Regions from separate parts of the Ovis aries genome. Here region 2 is linked to region 1. Evidence: chromatin contacts called from public Hi-C data. All regions are on one chromosome and are shown on one strand. Each heading gives the region's core, a stretch centred on a gene start, on an enhancer-like site or on the middle of the called end of the contact. The rest is flanking DNA. Distances are from core to core; before and after follow the strand shown. Region 1 holds the start of IVNS1ABP (influenza virus NS1A binding protein). Region 2 has its middle 170 kb from the start of IVNS1ABP.

Region 1 (4,927 bases), core at 1,434-3,933:
TGTCCATGGAATTTTCCAGGCAATAATACTGGAGTGGGTTGTCATTTCCTCCTCCAGAGGATCTACCTGACCCAGGGACTGAACCTGCATTTTTGTGTTTCCTGCATTGGCAGGTGGATTCTTTACCACTGTGATCTGGGAAGCCCAGGCTTTATTAACATTTGGAGTGGGATCATTTTCTTGTCGTGCTGGACTGTCCTGTGCATTGCAGGGTGTTTAGCAGCATTCTGAGTCTGTTAGATATCAGATACCTCTCTCCTGTCCCGTTTCCAGACACTGCCAAATGTCCCCTGAGGGGGAGGAAAAAAAATCATTCCTGGCCTTTGAGAATCACTTGCTTAGGGTAAAGCTTAGGAACCTGCATTTCTATTAAAACATCCAGGTTATTTTGATAAAATGTGGTGTGTGTGGACCAAATCTGGAGAAACGCTGAATTGAAGTGGTATGAGTTGAATTATGTCCCCTCCAAAATTTGTGTTAAAGTCCTAAACTTTAATATCTCAAAGTATGATCTTTTTTGGAACTGGTGACTTAGTTAAGATGAGGCCATACCAGGTTAGGGTGGGCCTCTAATCCTTATAAAAAGAGGACATTTGGACACAGAGACAGGCACATGGGGGAAAGGCCATGCAAAGACTAGAGCTCTTTTGCCACAAATCAAGGAATTACCAGAAGCCAGGAGAAGGGCTTGGAACAGATCCTTCTCAGGTGCCTACAGGGGAACCAGGACCCTACAAACACTGTGACTTTAGAAGTACAGACTGTGAGACAATAAATTTCTGTTGCTTAAGCATTCAGCTTGTGGTACTTTGTTATAGAAGCCCTAGCAAACTAACACATAAGGAACAAAACACAAGTGCAACATTTACAGCAGGATCAGAGAGGAGTAGAAAGACTGCAGGGAGCCACCAATTCCTAATTTATCGTTCTCAGTGCATGACATAAAATAGAAGTCAATAGTTTTCCTTTATATTAAACACTTAAAATATATCTTGTGTAATTAAAATATTGAGTGAAATCTTATAATTGGTTACTTTACCAGGCTGAAATTGCCCACTGCTAAATTTTCATCTGGATTATACAGTAACTGGATAGATAGGTTTAAACCTGGAGTTGCCTGGAGAACAAATGGAATGCATAAATTATGTTATTATTCATACAGAAGGTACTACACAAATGTGAAATTCCACATGAGGCAAAAACGCATTGATTGATCACACTGTAGCTTTAAGAAAGTGTTGGCTGTTTCAGGTCACAAAGGCACTATTTAGAGTAAAGCGAGAGGGACCATGTGTACAGCAGGCCACAGAGTCATGTGCCTACCTGAAGAGGGCAGTTCATACTCTCTCTGGAAGGATGAAGTCTATGGTATTAAAAGAAGGTAAAAGTATGTACTCTGTTTCATTTGCAATAAAAGTGAACACTGCTGACAATTATCTGAAGACAAAAACAAGAGCCCAGTGGCAAATGTCAGTCTTTTTCTCCTCTAGAAACATAAGAACCATACTAATAGATACCTTAGGTCCTCGTTTCCACCCACAATTGAATTGGAAACAAAAGTCTCCTTGCTTCAATATTTTAGCAATAAAAGTTGTAAAGCTTCTATTGCAGATGAAGGGCCCCTATATTTTTCTGCTCCCATAAGCGTACATGAAATAGTTAATGATAACCAGTAGTAGGAAGTGATGACTGATGACGAAGAGCTCCTAGAAATATCCTCTAAGCTCAGGGATCAGATACAAACAAGGCTAGGCCTAGATGGCTTAAGTGCCCTCGCCAAATCAGGATAAGCTAACACATTAACCTGGAAGCCTTTGCCAAACTCTTATACAAGTTTACCTCACAAAATCCCCTCACCTTCAATCTAGGAAACTTTCCAGTGTGCCCTTCAGAGTCACATGAAGTTGCTGTCAAGCGTCTCCCTTCCCCTTAACAGGTTCGCCTCCTGGGGGCAAGATGGGGTGGTGGAAATAAGGCTGCTATCTGTTCTCAAGGTTACTCTCTTTCTCCAAGAGGGCAAGTCCAGCAAAGAACTGACTCAGTATCTCTGAGAGAAGAGCTGCACTCAGACAAAAAAAGATCTCAGGGACGAAAAGCAGATGTAAACAGATTTTCACAGCAACGCTGATACAATACTATGTCTTCTCTGACCTCTCCAATGGTTTTCTCAAAAGTGACCGAATCCTCTCGCCCCTCTTTGTCAGCGAGCTTCTGTTGTTCCTCACAATCACCACGTTCTCTCCCCGCACACCACCACCCACAAAGGTGACGCGGACTGGCTGCTACAGACTCTTAGGTCCACTGTGGCCAGCTCCGGTCTAGGGCGGTTGCCTATAAGGACATTTGACGCCGAAAAAACCTAATCTCCCACGTCTGATCTGTCAAGCTATTGTGCCTCCAGGGACTGCAGAACAGGTGAGGGCGCCTGGAGGGAACCAGTTCCCCAACTGTCTGAAGCGGCGAAGAGAGGGTGCGGGGCTGAGGGAAAGGAGGGCCGACGGCGCGATAAGGGAGGCGGCGCGGCCGTAGCGCCCCCCTTTCAGGGATCACCTTGCGCTGACCTAGTTGAGCTGCGCAGGACGGAACCGCATAGGGCCGGGGAGAAGGGCGGGGCGGAGGGGGCGGGGCTATAGGTGGGCGGGGCCTCGAGGGCGATATTGCTGCGCTCGCAGGTCATTTGCCGGCTCTCCAGCCGGAAGCGTCGGGGAGGCGTTGGCGGCTGTGAAGACCGCGGCGAAGGCGGTTCACGTGGTGACGTGCTAGGGGGGTGCGGCGCGCGCGGGCCGCCGCGGCGGCAGTGTCTCCGGGAAGCGCGTGGAGGTCGGTCGTTCGGGGCTGCTGTGCAGAGTTTCGCTGCCTTCGGTTCCAGCGCGGCTGTGCCAGCGAGCGAGCGAGCGAGCGAGCGGGTCTCGGCGAATTCCCGGTGCGCTCCCGGCCTCACGTACTCCGCGGGGCTGTGCGCTCGTCCCCTCCTCGCTCGGTCGCTCCCTCCTTCGCGGCCTCGAGGCGCTTTCGGTTGGGCCGATTCCCGCCCGCTTCCTCCTGCTCCCTGTTGAAGATCCAGAGATGAGTTTTTTCATCTCTTCAGAGATGAACCAGGTAATCTGCGCTGATCCCACTGACGCAGCGGGGGAGGAAGGGCAGGGTGCAGCCAGACTCCGAGCTGACGGATGGAGCGGGCGGCTGGGGTTTTAGGGTGGGAAGCGCGGAGCGGTGCGGGGTCCCCAGGGTGCAAGTCCGCAAGTCGCCGCAGCCGCTGCTCTCTGTGGAAGACGAGCCGGCGCCGCGCGGCGCTGCCGTGGTTGTCCGGTCGCGTCAGCGGCCAAAGGCGGGTGGCTGGCCGCCTCGGAGAGCGCTGCGGCCGAAGAAGCAGGGCGGGAGGGACGGGAAGTTTTGGGTTGAGAGGGTCCTCGGGGGGCCTGGGTCAAGACCTTCCGGAAGGAGGGCGCGGGAATCTCCGTTTCTGCTGTCAGGAACCCCGCCTAGTGTGTGTGTGTGGGGTGTCTGCCCGGGGTCTGGATTCTCTCCCGTGAGCCCTCGCAGGACCCGGCGACTGTGGGCGGGGAGCCGGCCCAGGGCCCAGTCGGTGCTCCCGGGTCTGGGGTAGGGTGGCACCGCGCTCCCGATCGCCGTGGGCCGCGGGGTCCTTTGTTCCCGCTCCACGTTGCCCGCTTTTCTTGCCAAGCGCGGGGAGAAGGGGGCGGGAGGAGGGAGGGAGCTGCTGCCCTGACGTGTCGGCGCTGAATGACTGCGGGCCGGGCCAATCCCGGGCGGGAGTGTGCAGACGCTGGGCGCCTTGCCTCCCGGCCTTCGGAGTGGTCTCCGGCCGGGCCGCGCGAGGATGAAGGCCTGGGACTGCAGGGCTCTCCAGACAGTCACTCTGGGGCCCTCGCCGCTTTGTTTCCCATCTCCGCCGCACCCCCGCAACCCCCGCCCCCTCGCCAAAAAAAATATCAGCAGAGAGGTTTGTTCTTTTTCCGTCGTTCTGCGCTTTTTGCGTAGCGACTGGTTGTAAGCTCATGATGATGGTAAGAAGGTATCAGGCAGTAGGATCAGATTGAGGGTTAGCCCTAGGGAAACTTGAACCACAGATACTTTAGAAATTTTACTTTTTCCCCAATACAAATTAGATCTATTGTTTGAGGCCGCTGCCGTTTCAAAAACTTTGAGGCCTATTAAAGGATTTATTTTGTTACCCAATATCTGTTGTCAGTGATGGAGGGCTGGAACACGCTGGCATCAAGCTGTTCTTTGAGGACTGTGTGTGTGGTGACCTTCTGTCCACTAGTAAATAACAACTCGGCAAGCGTAGTACTACTATAAACAGTTCAAGTGTAGCAGGGACTAGACTGAGACAATATTTTCTTCCAATTATTCTAGCACTGGTGGTTAAGGAAAAGAAAATATTGAATAGCTTTAGGCATAATCATGCTGAAACTTCTCCTGAAAGATGCTGAAGGAGCAGTCGTTATTTGTATATCAGAAGGTGAGGCGTACACTATTTAGAATTGGGTTGAGAATACCATAATTTAATACCAGCTGGCAGGCTACTTGTCAAATGTCTGTAATTTGTAGTGAGAGAAAAAACTGAACTAGCATCACTGACCTAAAAGAGACCCAGAATAATTTTCCTCTATGTTTTCCTAATATTTGAAATCTCTGTCATTAATACATATTAATTTCTTAATTTATCTTGTAGTTCTGTTTTTCCACCTCTTGCCCTCAAAACAGCATTCCAGGTTTTGTTTTCAAATTAGTGTCTTTTTGCTACTTGCTTTGGAGTGGGGTTTTGTTTTTTCTTGCTTGAAGAATGTTAGGTGGCAGTTGAATATGTTTTGCAAATAAGTGTTTTGGTTTTTTATTTTAAAATGTTTTTCTGTTGGGGAACTGTCTTAATCATTGATGTTAGACGAAGTACCCCTAAAAA
Region 2 (4,958 bases), core at 306-2,805, 170 kb before region 1:
GGCAAGAATACTGGAATGGGTTGTCATTTCCTCCTCCAGGGAATCTTCCTGACTCATGGATAGAACCCATGTCTCTTATGCCTCTTGCATTTGCAAGCAGGTTCTTTACCACTAGCACCACCAGAGAAGCCCACTATGCTTTACAAAAAAAGAGAAATCGAAGATAAACCACTAGAAACAAGGGAATTTGGCTGCTCACCCATCCTCTGCATGCTCTCCACCTGCCATGGGCATCAGATCTTCTATTAGCCTTGCACATTTAGTCACAAGTTAGAGTCCAAACTGTTAGATTGGAGATTTCCCCGGTGGTCTAGTGACTAAGAATCTGCCTGACAATGCAGGGGACATGGGTTCAATCCCTGGTCTGGGAAGATTTCACATGCTGCAGGGCAACTAAGTCCCTGCGCCACAATTACTGAGCCAATGCTCTAAAGCCCACGAGCCGCAACTACTGAAGCCCTTGCACCCTAGAGCCTGTGCTCTGAAACAAGAGGAGCCACTGCAATAAGAAAGTGCACACACCACAGCTAGAGACGCTCCCACTCGCTGCAACTAGAGAAAGGCAGCACCGTCCAAAATCAATACATTAATAATTACATCTTAAAAAACAACAAGCTGTCAGTTTGGGACAGTTTGTCACTGGCTCAAACTGATAGTATATCTATTTAAAGTGAAGTCATTCAGTCGTGTCTGACTCTTTGCAACCCCATGGACTGTACCCCACCACACTCCTCCGTCCATCGGCTTTTCCAGGCAAGAGTACTGGAGTGGGTTGCTATTTCCTTCTCCAGAGGATCTTCCCGACCCAGGGATCGAACCCGGGTCTCCTGCGTGGTAGGCAGACGCTTTACTGTCTGAGCCACTAGGGAAGTCACATATCTATCTAAAACTATGAACAATTAGATTTATTTCTTTTTATTGAAATATAGTTGGTTTACAATATTGTGTTAATTTCAGCTGTACAGCAAGGTAATTCAGTTGTACATGCATACATATATATATTTTTTTGTATATTTTTCCATCATGGTTTATCACAGGATATTGAATATGGTTCAATATTCAATATATTATTGAATATATACACTACACAGCAGAGCCTTGTTGTTTGCCCACTCTATACGTACTGGTTTGCATCTGCTAACTGCAAACGACTGTCCCATCCCTTCCATAGCCCCCTCCCCCAAAATTTATCTTTCAAATTATGGATAGACTGCCAAAACAGAAAATAAAGAAAAGAATCTACGTACATAGCAAGAAAGGATTAAGGTGCTATGTTCATTTGGTCTAAGCCACTTCCACCAAGAAGTTCTCATGAGTCATATCTCATTTACTTTTCTCAGTCCTTAGCATCAGAAAATCCTTCTCGACTTAACTGGAATTCATTATTTAGCAAAACATTTAACACAAGTGTAGGAAAGACTGGAGAGTCTAAAAAGTCTAGTAATGTCCTTAAAGACTGTTTTACTTCCATGCTGCCCACTCACATTCATGGGCACCAATATCACTGTGAAGTGAGTCAGCGATTCCAAGTATCTGTATTGCATTACACCAAGTTCCCCGTACTTGGCGTTAGAAGTACATTGCTTGGGGAAGGAAGAGGCCAAGCTGTTCTGTGATCCCTGAGGACTAATCCAGCAAGAGATGTGCTGGTTAGTCACGGACAGGAACCCAGGGATTAGAGTTGTCCAGCCAGTGCATCAGGTGACAACTAGAAGAGGGCAGCTGAGAGCTGGGATGCTGAGGAGACCCAACACCACGACTCAACACAAACACTCATTTAACTGAGGTGTCATGCACTCCCTAATTGGCAGTATCACTCCCTCCTCCAATGAAAATTATCACTTTAATAAAGTTTGCACACCCCTAGGATGCTACCTCATGCGAAGAGTTGACTCATTGGAAAAGACTCTGATGCTGGGAGGGATTGGGGGCAGGAAGAGAAGGGGATGACAGAGGATGAGATGGCTGGATGGCATCACTGACTCGATGGATGTGAGTCTGAGTGAACTCCAGGAGTTGGTGATGGACAGGGAGGCCTGGAGTGCTGTGATTCATGGGGTTGCAAGGAGTCAGACACGACTGAGTGACTGAACTGAACTGATTGAACTGAGGATGCTACCACTCTTTCCATCCTTCCTTGTGTCTCAAAATCTTATATCCTCAGAAGTGCCACAGTTAACCCTAAGCTTTCTCAGAACACAGAAATAGCACTGGACTAGGAATGAGAAGTTAGGACACCTAGCTCTTCTATCAAGTATAATTTCAGAATCATTGAGATGACATACATTAGGCCATGGCTGGAACCAACGCATCACTCGAGACTCAGCTCACAGCAAATGAATTAAACAGCAACAGCCATAGCATTCAGGGTACTCAGCTTCTCTAGGTCCAAGGATTCTCCCACCCTAAAGAAGTCTTGGAAGGCCTCAAGACCCAATAAGACAGTTTAGCTTCCATGAGACCTTACCAACCCTATGTCTATCTCTTTCCACCTACCCAAATTGAAACAGACACACCTTCATAGTAAAATTAGAGGAAGGAAAAGAACTCAAATAAATTTTGCTTAGAAAGGATGGAGGTGCATAGGAATTAGTCAATAGTACTGAGCCAAAATAGTTTGAGCAACAGAAGAAATAATAGTACTGCTGAATGATAACCCCCTGAATAAAGTAAATATCCGTGAGCCCACAATGAAATGAATTTTTAAAAGAGGGGGCAAAACACTGTTCTTTCTTACAGAAGAATTCTAATTAATAAAAGTAGAATAAACACAGGCAGTAAGAAATTCACCATTAGAACACCACAGCAATAATTACTGCCAGCAGGACACACAGACAGAAGCTAAAATTAGTGGACAAAATTTACAAGATCTCAAAATATCTCCCTAAAGATATTTATTAGTTACAAAGGGGAAAATAGTAACTTCACAGAAGAGAAACCCAGCAGATACCACCTTAGCCAAGTGATCTGGGTTATTATCGCCAGTAATGACATATGACATCGTGAAGCTCCGGTTATGAGAAGGGCAGTGACATTAGTTCTGCTGTATTCTTACCAAACACACACAACCTCAATCTGCTCACGAGAAATCATCAAACAAATGGAGGGACATTGTACCAGATAATGAACCAGTTCTCCAAAGTGTCAGTATTGTGAAAACACGGGAGAGACTGAGGGACTCTTACAGAAGCGCTATTGCAAAACTGTTACAGCAGAGAGGACCAAGGAGACACGAAAACTGAAGAATACATAGGAACTCTATACTATGTTTGCAACTTTTAATCAGAAATCATTTTAAAATTAAAAGTCAGAAACTATCAATTAGAAGTCTGAAGGAGGGTTGAATTTTAAATCCAAAAGTGACAGACGATATTGAAAATTTAGAAGACCGATGTATTCAACTAAATAAAATTTCAAAACTTTGAATATGTAAATCTTAAAGATAAAAAATATAAATATCTGACAGAAGAATATGTACAGCAAATACAAAAGCCTAGGGTTGTTTCATATCTTTATATAGGGAGAAAAATTTTTATACAAATAGATACAAATTGTTAAAATATTAGAAGACCAATCATTAAATAAAAGAAAAATAAACAGTGATACTTCACAAGATAACATTTTTAAAAGGAGCAAAATATGAATCTAATATTCATCCTTATTTGCAATTAAAGAAAAGCAAATTAAAACAGTAAGATGATACCATTTTTACCTAACAATGGGCAAAAGAGGCAGTAACAGTAATAGCAAATAATGATGAGCACCCAGAAAAGAACTGATACTTATAAATTTCAGCATCAGTACTGCTTGTTTGACAAAGCCTTTGATTTACTAAGTCTTTTCACTGCTTTCCTAGCCATCCCAAGTTCCATCCATGCCTGACTTAAGCCATACCTTTAGTTCAAACCTTACTGCCTCTGCATAATTTCTTAAAAGCCTTCAAAATGTGATCTCATAAAACAATAACTAGTGACTTCCCTGGTGTTCTAGTGGCTAAGACTCTATGTTCCTGGTGCTCGGGGCCTGGGTTTGATCCCTGTTCAAGGAGCTAGACCCCACATGCTGCAACTAAAGAACCTGTATGCCACAGCAACTAAGGAACCCACATGCCACAGCGAAGATCAAAGATCCAGTGTGCCATACTAAGACCCAGTGCAGACAAATTATGAATAAATATTTAAAAATACATAGCTTCCATCAAGCCATTTAATTTCAAATGCACTCATTTATTCTCTTGTTTAGAGTGTTTTCAAGTGTTTACGACTTAACAGCATTTTTCTGGATGCCAAGGGTAAAACAAAAAACAAAATGTATTAAAAAGTCCCTCATTTCATGGAGTCTACATTCCAGTGTTGCGAGAATGATGATTTTAAAATGAATGAGTAAATTATATAAGCATTTTGAAAGGTGATAGGATGAGAGAGAAAAATAAAGCAGGAAGCTGGGATGTAAGAACTGTCGGGTCATCAGGGAAGACTTCACTGAAGAAGTGATATTTGAGTGAAGACTTGAAGGCGGTGAGGAAATAAGCCTTGGACATCCAAGAGGAAAGTATTCTGGGCTATATAGCCTGTGCAGAGACAGGGGCATGGCTGGTGTGTCTGAAGAACAAGTAGGCCAGCATAACTATGAACAGAACAAGATGGGCGTCTTCCAAGACTCTCTCAAGAGAGAATCACAAAAATAAATTGAACATAACATGGTTGATTCATATTCTGGCCCAAGCTCCTAATCTCCTCATGGACTCGTGACAGTTTACAGACACACACAGGTGCTGCGGGTCAGTATGTCTTTGACTTGTAGTTAATGACGTAGGAAGCCTGTTGGAGAGTTTTGAGCTGAAGAGTGATTTAGTCTGACACATATTTGCAGAATCACTCTGACTCCTGTGTTGAAAAATGCTGATGACTTGAACCAAATTGAGAAACAGTGGAGGTGGTGATTTTACACGTATTTTG

The links. A called contact is a pair of places that touch in the nucleus more often than the background predicts.
Region 2: a contact with region 1 is called in a Hi-C map of tail adipose tissue, with 2.2 times the contacts expected there. The contact joins the enhancer-like site here to the promoter of IVNS1ABP in region 1. A contact is called at or near these places in 2 of 16 Hi-C or Micro-C datasets (both in tail adipose tissue).

What each region holds. Positions count from the first base shown.
Region 1 is chr12:65,714,437-65,719,363 of ARS-UI_Ramb_v3.0, reverse strand. It overlaps IVNS1ABP (influenza virus NS1A binding protein), which reads left to right and starts at 2,683. Exons shown (of 14, transcript XM_060396701.1): 1 at 2,683-3,099.
Region 2 is chr12:65,884,293-65,889,250 of ARS-UI_Ramb_v3.0, reverse strand. No RefSeq gene overlaps it. Among named protein-coding and RNA genes, the nearest start is that of IVNS1ABP, 170 kb to the right of the region's middle. Within about 2 kb of position 1,555, at least 5 of the 54 cell types and tissues checked have an H3K27ac peak or open chromatin away from gene starts, as enhancers often do. A contact at or near this core is called in tail adipose tissue, where this site is marked.